Regions from separate parts of the Muntiacus reevesi genome. Here region 1 is linked to region 2. Evidence: chromatin contacts called from public Hi-C data. All regions are on one chromosome and are shown on one strand. Each heading gives the region's core, a stretch centred on a gene start, on an enhancer-like site or on the middle of the called end of the contact. The rest is flanking DNA. Distances are from core to core; before and after follow the strand shown.

Region 1 (4,751 bases), core at 2,166-4,665, 160 kb before region 2:
CCTCTAATCTCATCTGTTCTCCAACACCGCCCTCTGCCGGCCATTCCTCGGGTAGCCCACTCCATGAGCCCCTTCCGGGTGCCCCGGAAGCGGAACTTTCTCTTCCGGGCCGAGCGTCCGGGAGGCCGCACGTGTCTGTGGTGCCACGGTTTTAACTCCTGTGGAGTAGACGTGACTGGAACCGTCTCCCAGAGGCAGCGAGCCGATTCGGAGCTATGGAGGGTCAGAGCGTGGAGGAGCTGCTGGCAAAGGCGGAGCGGGACGAGGCAGAGAAGCTACAGCGCATCACGGTGCACAAGGAATTGGAGCTGGAGTTCGACCTGGGTAATTTGCTGGCCTCTGACCGGAACCCCCCGACCGGGCTGCGGCACGCGGGACCCACACGGGAGGCCGAGCTGAAGGCCCTGGCGCGGGACAACACGCAGCTGCTCATCAACCAGCTGTGGCAGCTGCCTACCGAGCGCGTGGAGGAGGCACTGGTGGCACGGCTGCCGGAACCCAGCACTCGTCTGCCGCGCGAGAAGCCGGTGCCCCGGCCGCGGCCGCTTACTCGCTGGCAGCAGTTTGCGCGCCTCAAGGGTATCCGTCCCAAGAAGAAGACCAATCTGGTGTGGGACGAGGTGAGCGGCCAGTGGCGCCGCCGCTGGGGCTACCAGCGCGCCCGCGACGACACCAAGGAGTGGCTGATCGAGGTGCCGGGCAATGCCGACCCCATGGAGGACCAGTTCGCCAAGCGGATTCAGGCTAAGAAGGAACGGGTGGCCAAGAACGAGCTGAACCGGCTGCGTAACCTGGCCCGCGCGCACAAAATGCAGCTGCCCAGCGCGGCCGGCATGCACCCTACCGGACACCAGAGTAAGGAGGAGCTGGGCCGCGCCATGCAGGTGGCCAAGGTCTCCACTGCCTCTGTGGGGCGCTTCCAGGAGCGCCTGCCCAAGGAGAAGGCGCCCAGGGGCTCCGGCAAGAAGAGGAAGTTTCAGCCTCTTTTCGGGGACTTTGCGGCCGAGAGAAAGAGCCAGTTGGAGATGCTTCGAGTGATGAACAGCAAAAAGCCTCAGTTGGACATTACGAGGGCCACCAATAAGCAGATGAGAGAGGAGGACCAGGAGGAGGCGGCTAAGCGGAGGAAAATGAGTCAGAAGGGCAAGAGAAAGGGGGGCCGACAGGGTCCTGGGGGGAAGAGGAAAGGGAGCACGCCCAGCCAAGGAGGGAAGAGGAAAGGGGGTTTGGGAGGCAAGATGAGTTCCGGGCCTCCCGGCATGAGTGGCAAGAGAAAAGGGGGGCAACACCAAGGAGGAAAGAGGAGGAAGTAAATTTCATGCTTGGACCTTCTCCTAAATCAAGAACTGTACTTAATGCTAAGTTCTAGATACAGTACCCAGATGCACAAAATTTGGCCACTGCCTTCATTGAGCTTGAAGTTAAAGGGCCAGGTCTGCCCTCCTCTGAAGATGATATGTAAATGTTGGACTGGACAAATTAATGTATTTCTCACAACTAAAACTGGCTGGAGATTAGAGGTTGTATTTAAGGATATCTGATTTAGGGAAAGAATCTGTGAAAACTAGGAATGAGTTTTACTTTTAAGCAGACTTTTTTTTCTTTTTAAACCTTGGATGGGGTTTAAGGGAGAGACTTAATAGCTGGTTTCTGCATTATTTTGATGACAAGTTTGTGTATTTATCAAAGCAGGTGGGAACAAAAAGGTTACATTTTCAAGACTTGTAAAGGTTTTATATTAAAAATGTGTCTGTGTCTAATGTTGCTTCTAACTTTTTGGCTATTGGTACAAATCTTAAGTAAAGCCAATAACCTGGATACCTGGTACAGATTATTTTCATTTACTTTCTAGAAAATGTAGCAGCTAAATTATGATTTCAGCAAGGCCACTTTATTAGAAAAACTCATCCTGCTTTTGGTGTCAGATATAATACTGAAAGTATATCTCTTTCACGAACAAAATTTGATGCTTTTCAACACTGAAAACATTAATTTGCTGTAAATGATAAATATGGGCTTCACTAAATAATGGTAATAATCCTCAATCATAATTTTTTTTTAATGTTTATTTATTTGGCTGTGCTGTGTCTTAGTTGCAGGATGTGGGATCTAGTTCCCAGACTGGGGATCGAACCCAGGCCCCCTGTATTGGGAGTGTGGAATCCTGATCACTGGACCACCAGGGAAGTCCTAATCCTAATTTTATACTTAAATCTTTATCAGTATTTATATCGCAGATTTTTTTTTAAAGCTTCAGGTGGGATCTGTTTGGGGAAAAGAGAAAGAAACCTACAAAATCCTTACTTGCAATATTACTACTATCTTTTGACTGGTTTGTCAAATTGACCTGAGCTGATCTAATTAGGAGGTGAAACATTCACAGTTATCCTGGGTGTCCTTCCCTAACAGATTTAAGTAACTCATCTTTGTAAAACTAAATACCTCCTGAAAAGGATTCACAGTATACAGATCTAGAATGGGGGGCTTTTCTGCTATTATAGCTCTGGTGAGCCACCCTACTCTTGCTTTTTGGTCTGACACCTGATAGGAAACTGAGAGTTTGTCTCATCTTTCCATTGTTGTCCAGTTTTTATAAGTTACTTCTAGAAATTGCTATGAAGACGAGATTAATTCCGATTTCATAATAGGTTACTAAAAACACAGATTTTCAACTTACTGTCTCATACCTTCTGACAAAGTTGAACTGTGCCATCACTGATCATCGTTTCCACTGGGGCCTGGAGCACTTGGTGCTGTAAGCTCTCCCTTCTCATGTAACCATGGCAAGTTTTAACCATTGATTACAAAAAGAAAACATAATGGTATCCTGAACAGCTTCTTCCAAAGCCAAACCGTTAATAGAGCATTTAACACTTTTTAAATTCTTCTCAACTGTCTGGGATTTTTTGTTCTTTAGAGTTTTGTTTGGGAATTTTTCTGGCTTTTGTGACTTGATCTAGCAGTTGCAAACAAAACTAGTCTTGTTAAAAAAAAAAAAACACGGATTTTTTGCAAGGTTCTTATTTACCGTTAAAACAAATTTAAATGCAGTTGTGTTAGTTTATTCTGAAAATACACTTAAGAAGGCAAAATAGCAATTTAAAGGATTTGGGACGGGGTGGGGGGTGCTGCCCTTGTTTCTCCGTCCCCCATGTCCTTGCCTTGTGAAATAGAGCGTTTTATCTAGAGACATCAGAGCAGGCAAAAACCCTCCGGAGCAGTTACCTGTATGGCAATTTCAAAGGTGGACGATGAGACTTTGCAGCTGGAGCAGCCGTAGCTTCAACTAGTGGGAAAATGTTCCCAAGCGCTGTGGCTGGGGCGGGGGACCGCGCGGAGCCGGTGAGCTGCGCGGCGGGGTGGGCGGAGGAGAAGCGGAGCCCGGGATTGGCCGGCGGCGGAGGGGGCGTCGCCGGGAGGAGGACTCGGCTCAGCCATGGCCGCCGCTCGTGCCCGGGTAGTGCACTTGCTGAGGCTTCTGCAACGCGCAGCGTGAGTGCGGGCCGGCCGGACGGGCGGGCAGCCAGGGGACCCGAGGGTGCGGCCGAGCCCACGCAGCCCCTGGGGAGCGACCCACCCGGGCCCGCGTGTTTTTCCTCCGATCACTTTCCGGGACGCGGTACCGCAGAGCGCGGCGGCCTGGACTCTGCTGTCAGTGTGCTAAGTAGCCAAGCAGCCAAACGCAGCCGCTTATACTTCGCCTGATCTACCGTTAAGGGAGCTAAGGTCGAGAGGAGAGCTCCAGGTCCCAGTCGAGGCAGACAGCGGACAGCTTGGCACAGTGCCCAAGACGAATGCCTGTATCCAATCAGCACATGTATACTGTGTGTATGTGTGGTAATGCACCAGAAACTATTCTAGGTGCTGGGGGTACAAGGACGAAAGGCTTTGGATCAGTTTAAAGTTAGCAGAGAACTGCCTGAGGGGAATAGCAGTGAAGTTAGGCGTTGGTTCAGTGGTAGCATTCTTGCCTGCCACGTGGGAGGTCTGGGTTCTGATTCCTGGCCAATGCAGTGTCCTTATTTTGGGGCTTCCCAGGTGGCACAGTGGTAAAGAAACCTCTGCCAATGCTGACACCAGAGAGGCAGGTTTGATCCCTGGGTGGGGAAGATCCCCTGGAGAAGGAAATGGCAACCTGCTGCAGTATTTTTGCTTGGAAAATCCCAGGGACCAGTCCATGGAGTCACGGTGACATGACTTAGCCACTGAGCACGTGCACAGGGGTGAAACGGGCCTGTGCAGGACGCAGAGGACAGGGGTGCAGGAAAGAGGGAGGGATGTGAAGACCGAGGTGAACCGCAAACGGACTCAGCCACACATATACACGTATACATTCTCCCCCAAGCTCCCCTTCCATCCAGGTTGCCACATAGCATTGAGCAGAGTTCTATGTACTTGCTATACATTAGGTCCTTGTTGGTTATCCTTTTTAAATACAGTAGCGTGTACATGTCAATCCCAAACTGGGTTGCGGGGGAGGGGGAGGGGGTGGCTGGGGATCGGGGGGTTGATGATGCAGGAGAGCAAAGGAAGAACTGTTGGTAGTGATGTTTTGAGAAGCTGAGCAGAGCTGAGATTTAGTGTGCAGGGGAGAGGCTGACCTTTGCTAAGATGTGGCCAGTTTATCAGTGATACCAGGAAGGAAATCAAGATAATTGTGCCAATCCCAGAAGGTGTGTAGACGAGAGCCTGGCTATAACTTTGCAGAGTTCAGGAGGTCAAGGAAATGGAGTCAGCAGGATGTGGATGAG
Region 2 (4,921 bases), core at 1,511-4,010:
CAAAGTATAGAGTTTTCAGTCAAACAGTTCAATGATTGTTTAGTGGAGACTTCAAAGTGACTGACTCATGTCTTTTCTCATTCAACTATAAATTAGATTCACATTTATTAGTAAAATGCTTAGTTAAAGGCATGAGACTAGGCTTCGCTGAATAAAGATTATTTATCCTTCAAAACATTTCATATTCTATTATTTTCTAGGGCAAATAAGTCATATTTACATATACAAGAAATAGAATTTAGAGAACAAAACACATTCAAGGATGAAGACCCTAAGAAATACACCATTCAGAGATGACAGTTTCTCATATCTACCCATATATTCACATAGGGAGTGTAGTTTCACTACATTTAATTACTCCAGACTTATGACTCTTCCAATCATTCTATAATAATTTCAATTAACTTATACAGCTGACAGGAATAAAAGTCAATAGTACCATTAATATTTAGATCTCAAAGCTCACAATATTGTCAATAAAACAAAATAACTTACACTAGCAAATTAATCATGAAATCACTTTCTTCTTAGCCTATTATTATGAAGCATACACAAATTATGGACGAAAAACTAACTGAAGAAGGCAGGTTTCTGACATTCAAGTATCCATGTCTAACCATAACTAACTGTTGATGACAGCACTAGCCAAGAAACTGTTTCAAATAAGATTAACATCAATACGGACAAGTAGATAATGCTGCACACTGATACAAACTCCTGTTACCGAGTTGACATATTCATCTGTCATCTTGCTTAAAGAAGGATGTTTAAAAATTCAAAAGAAAAGGCCTAAATTAATACCTCAGTAATTATAGTTACAGGAGCTTTTAATATCTATCTTTTCTGAAGATGGACAAGTCAGGTCCTTGATGTTCTAGAGCAGTAATTCTCACCTGGGTGATTCTACCCCCCAACAGACATTTGGTGGTAATATATGAAGACATTTTTCTGATTGTCACACCTGGGGAAGTGAGGTGTTACTGGCATCCATGGGACAGAGGCCAGGGATGCTGCTATACATTCTACAAAGCACAGGACAGCAATCCCCACTGCCCCCACCACTGCCTTCCCAATACAAAGAATTATCTGATCCCAAATATTAACAGCACCTAGGTTGAAAATCCTCTTCAAGTGTGTGTGTGTGTATTTGTTCCACTTCAAAAGTTTGATCTATTCTGTAGTTGGTACAAAATACTAATCTAACAGGGACTTAATTACATTCTATGCTGATTTCTGCAAAAATACCTTACATATAGTAGATGCTTAATAAATGAATAGCGCAACAAATACTATGGTGTGACTGATTGTTGACAATTTTTAACAGACATCTGAAATGAATGAAGTTACTACTAAATTTCAACTTGGGAAATACACCTCTAATTGAGACTTTGAAGTTGTGGATCCAGATAAATAAAACCATTTGGAAACTCTGTCAAACAACTTTTCATATTTATTGAATAACACTGACAACTAAAAGACACCCTGGTGTTTTTTGTCATATGAGTGATTCCTACACACTCAGTTTAGGAGTAGCTACTAGAGTGACCTTTAAATAAAACCGAAATGCATAAATACACCCTAGCAAGTTTTCCAAAAACCACCACCACCAAAGAAATGCCCTACCTCTATGCAGCCCTCAGGTACAGTCAGAGTTCAAGGCACACACAAAATATTAAGCGAATCAAACATTGTTTTACTTTAAGATCAAGCTACTGGTGTTAACAGTGTGACATCTTCCCAGTAGAAGGAAACTGTGACCATGGGTATGGTAATCACAGTAAACATCAAAAAAAGTACTCTCTCCTCAGCTATTCCTCAGAGGACTTCCACATCTTTCAGGGTAGCAGAGGGGTCCCCAACCCACGTGTATCACAGAGCCCCTGTTTGTAACTGGCTCAGGAATTCAGAGAGAGAGGTCCTAGAAACAGCATTTTCAGGCCCGGGCAGGACACCACCACCTTCCGGTGCGGAGCGTATTCCCTGAAAGCGCACCGACTTACCTGCCAACAAATCCCAAGAAGCGGCTGTGGGACAGTGGGAGGCTGGACGTGCGCTGTGGGGAGAATCGACTCCAAGGAGTCGCCAGGGCATCTATTACTCACTTTTAGAGTCCGAAATGCCCTGGTCCCCAACTCTCCACACGTCACGGCTGCGCTCTGGCCAGTGGGCCGAGGCGGCTGTAGGGCAGCGGGAAGGAAAACTTCTGCCCCGGCCTTGGAGGGCCCGGGTAGGCGCGGGGGGAAAACTCAGCGGGAATGGAAAGGGAATCTGGGCCGAGGCTGTGCCCAAAGGCCTGGGCGAAAGGGATGTCACCCACCTGCGCGACCTCTTCGCCATCCTTCAAATACCGCATAGGCGCGGGCTGGGCGGGGACGCGGGTCAGCCTCCTCCAGCCTCGGGCGAATGCTCCTTCTCCCCGACCCTCCCCCGCCGCTTCCCTCGCTCCCGCTCCGAGGCCGACCGAGTGCGGAACGCAGGTCCCCGGCAGGGCAGGACGGAGGGAGGCAGGGGCGGACCGCGACCCGCCCCCGGCCCGCAGCACCGCTCCTTAGCCCCGGCCCGGCCCGGTCAGGGGTGCCCCCAACATGTCAGCAGGCGCGCTCCCTCTCTCTCCTGGCCCCTTCTGCCGTCTCTTAGCCTCCTCGCCTCGGTCCCTGCGCGGCTCTGCCGCGGGCGCCGACCCCCGCCCTCTCCCCGCAGCGGGCAGCTCTGCAGGGCTCTTAGCCTCCTGCAGGGTTTTGTCCGCACCGCCGAATCTCGCGCCCAGCCTCCCTCAAGAGCCGCCGTTTGAATCTGCGCACGCTGCCCCAAACCTCATTGGCTGTGGCGGCCGCACGCGGGGGAACGAGGGCGGGGTGGGGAGAGCGCGCGCGACTGAGGGCGGGGCTGGGGAGCTGGAAGCCGGGACTGGAACTCGCGGGAGTCCGGGAAGGAGCTGGGAGCCAGGGGGTGTGGCCACAGGCCCGGCTCACAGGTCTTGCTGTGACAGGACCCGGAGCGCCCCGAGCGCCACACCCGAGGGGGCGGGGCGCCAAGGGCCGCGCGGGGCCTGCTGGGAAAGTGAGTTCCAGACTCTCCGAGAGGCGTGTCCGGAAGCGGCGGCTAGAGTCCAAGCTTCTCCCGGAGCACGGAGGGAGGGTGTCTCTGGGGCTTGAGCTGTCCCGTCCACCGCAGCCTTCTCTCGGCCACAGCGCATCAGTTCTCGGGGGCATCCCTCCTCACTAGTTGGGAGGCTCAGTCTTTGGATTTGAGACAAACCTAACCATAAAATTTGCGCGGCCGTTACTGTTTAAGCAAAAATGCGAGCTTTTTTTTTTTTTTCCCCAGACATCATAACTACTGATCTAGCGACGACTCTGTAGCGGGAAGGAGCAGGAGTGTGACAGGTGAAAAAGTTTTTAGTTAGACACATGGAACGGGAAAGGGAGATAATCCGGGTCTACAGCTGGCCTTCAAAGTATTTAATCTCCTATCCGACTCTTCGGGAAATAACTGCTGCGCTCGGTGAAGGAGCCCTGGTCCAGAAGGAGAATGCAGAAAGGCAGAAGCAGACTGGGAATTTCGCCCAGATAAATGAGTAGTCAACGGTAGAAGGTGACCTTCTCTCGCAAGAAAGACGGGAGGAAGGGGGGAACCGCACTCCAGGACCTTCTGGCAGTTACTACTCTAGAGGTTTCAAGACTAATACCTACGAAATGCTCAGTTCAAGCAGCATGGAAATAGATTAACTACAGTAACGATTAGAAATGGTAAAGGATGCAAATTTGCAAGGTAACATGCTCTACTGCATAGAGCACGAAACCACGTTAATATTGTAACAGACTTATATTTTGCTATTTTGAAATTTTACGCATCAGTTTTTGCAAATCAGAGATGCAGGTGCAAATGTGTACTAAGAAGAGCTTGCATGCACTACTTTCAAAACTTAAAACACCTGCCTTTTTATAGTTCCTTTTTCTCAAGGTATGGATTCTGGTAAGGTAAAACAGCCTTTCTTTCAAATCATTCCTTACTATGTCGCTAGTTCACTTAAAAAAGAAAACCTAATTTAGAAAGTAATGTCTTTTGAAAACAATGTTTTCTTTACTCCTGGGCCATGCATTGCTCCGCTTATTTACATCCTAACAAGAGGCAGAGATTCTGCTATATTTTAGGCTGTAGTCGGTTTTATACAGAATACTATTTTAGAGCTTGAAGAGAGTTATTTTAGATTTTGACAGCGAAGCGAATTCTTTTCATTTTAGAGATAGAGAAAATGATTCCTCAGAAAGATAACATTGCAGATTCATTTAAATTACTTACAAAAAAACAAAATGTGAAAAAAAAAATGTGGGCAAGTGGTTCATAGTTATTTGAGTACACATACTCAAAGATACCATAACCTGTGACTTGGTTTTTTTTTTTTAAATCAAAACATATCTTTAATAAATAAATTTTATTTCTCAAAACTCAGTAATGAGAAAAGCAATAAAAAATGGGCAAAAGATTAGGGCAGACACTTCACCAAAAAAGATATACAAATGGCAAATAAGTAGCATGTAGGTGCTCCACATCATTAATCATTAGAGAAATGCAAAGTAAAAGCACTGGAGGTACCACTGAACAGCTTTTAGAATGGGAGGGGGAATACTGTACTAGTGTTGGTGGAAATGAAGAGGCCAAGCAAATATAACTTTCATACATTGCTGATAGGAAGGCAAATGAAACAGCCACTTTGGAAAACAGATGTTTACAGTGGCCTTATTTGTAATCACCAAAAGCTGAAAACACAAGGAACATTGTCACACATGTACTCCTCAGCACTCCAGGGGTTTATTTTGAATAGTCTGTAAATGCTTCCCAAGTCTTTCCACAGAAATAGAGGGGGAAATACCAAACAGGGGCAAAGGCTGGGGACGAGTGCTGGAAATTTCCTTGAAAA

The links. Hi-C and Micro-C count contacts between places; a contact is called where the count stands out from the background.
Region 1: a contact with region 2 is called in a Hi-C map of muscle, with 5 times the contacts expected there. The contact joins the promoter of ADHFE1 here to the promoter of MYBL1 in region 2. A contact is called at or near these places in 2 of 3 Hi-C or Micro-C datasets (blood and muscle).

What each region holds. Positions count from the first base shown.
Region 1 is chr12:48,206,897-48,211,647 of mMunRee1.1, reverse strand. ADHFE1 (alcohol dehydrogenase iron containing 1) reads left to right here and starts at 3,415. Exons shown (of 13, transcript XM_065902888.1): 1 at 3,415-3,492. The coding sequence starts at 3,437. RRS1 (ribosome biogenesis regulator 1 homolog) reads left to right here and starts at 119. Exons shown (of 1, transcript XM_065902863.1): 1 at 119-1,818. The coding sequence starts at 216. The coding sequence ends at 1,313.
Region 2 is chr12:48,049,087-48,054,007 of mMunRee1.1, reverse strand. MYBL1 (MYB proto-oncogene like 1) reads right to left here and starts at 2,760. Exons shown (of 16, transcript XM_065903138.1): 1 at 2,318-2,760. The coding sequence starts at 2,337.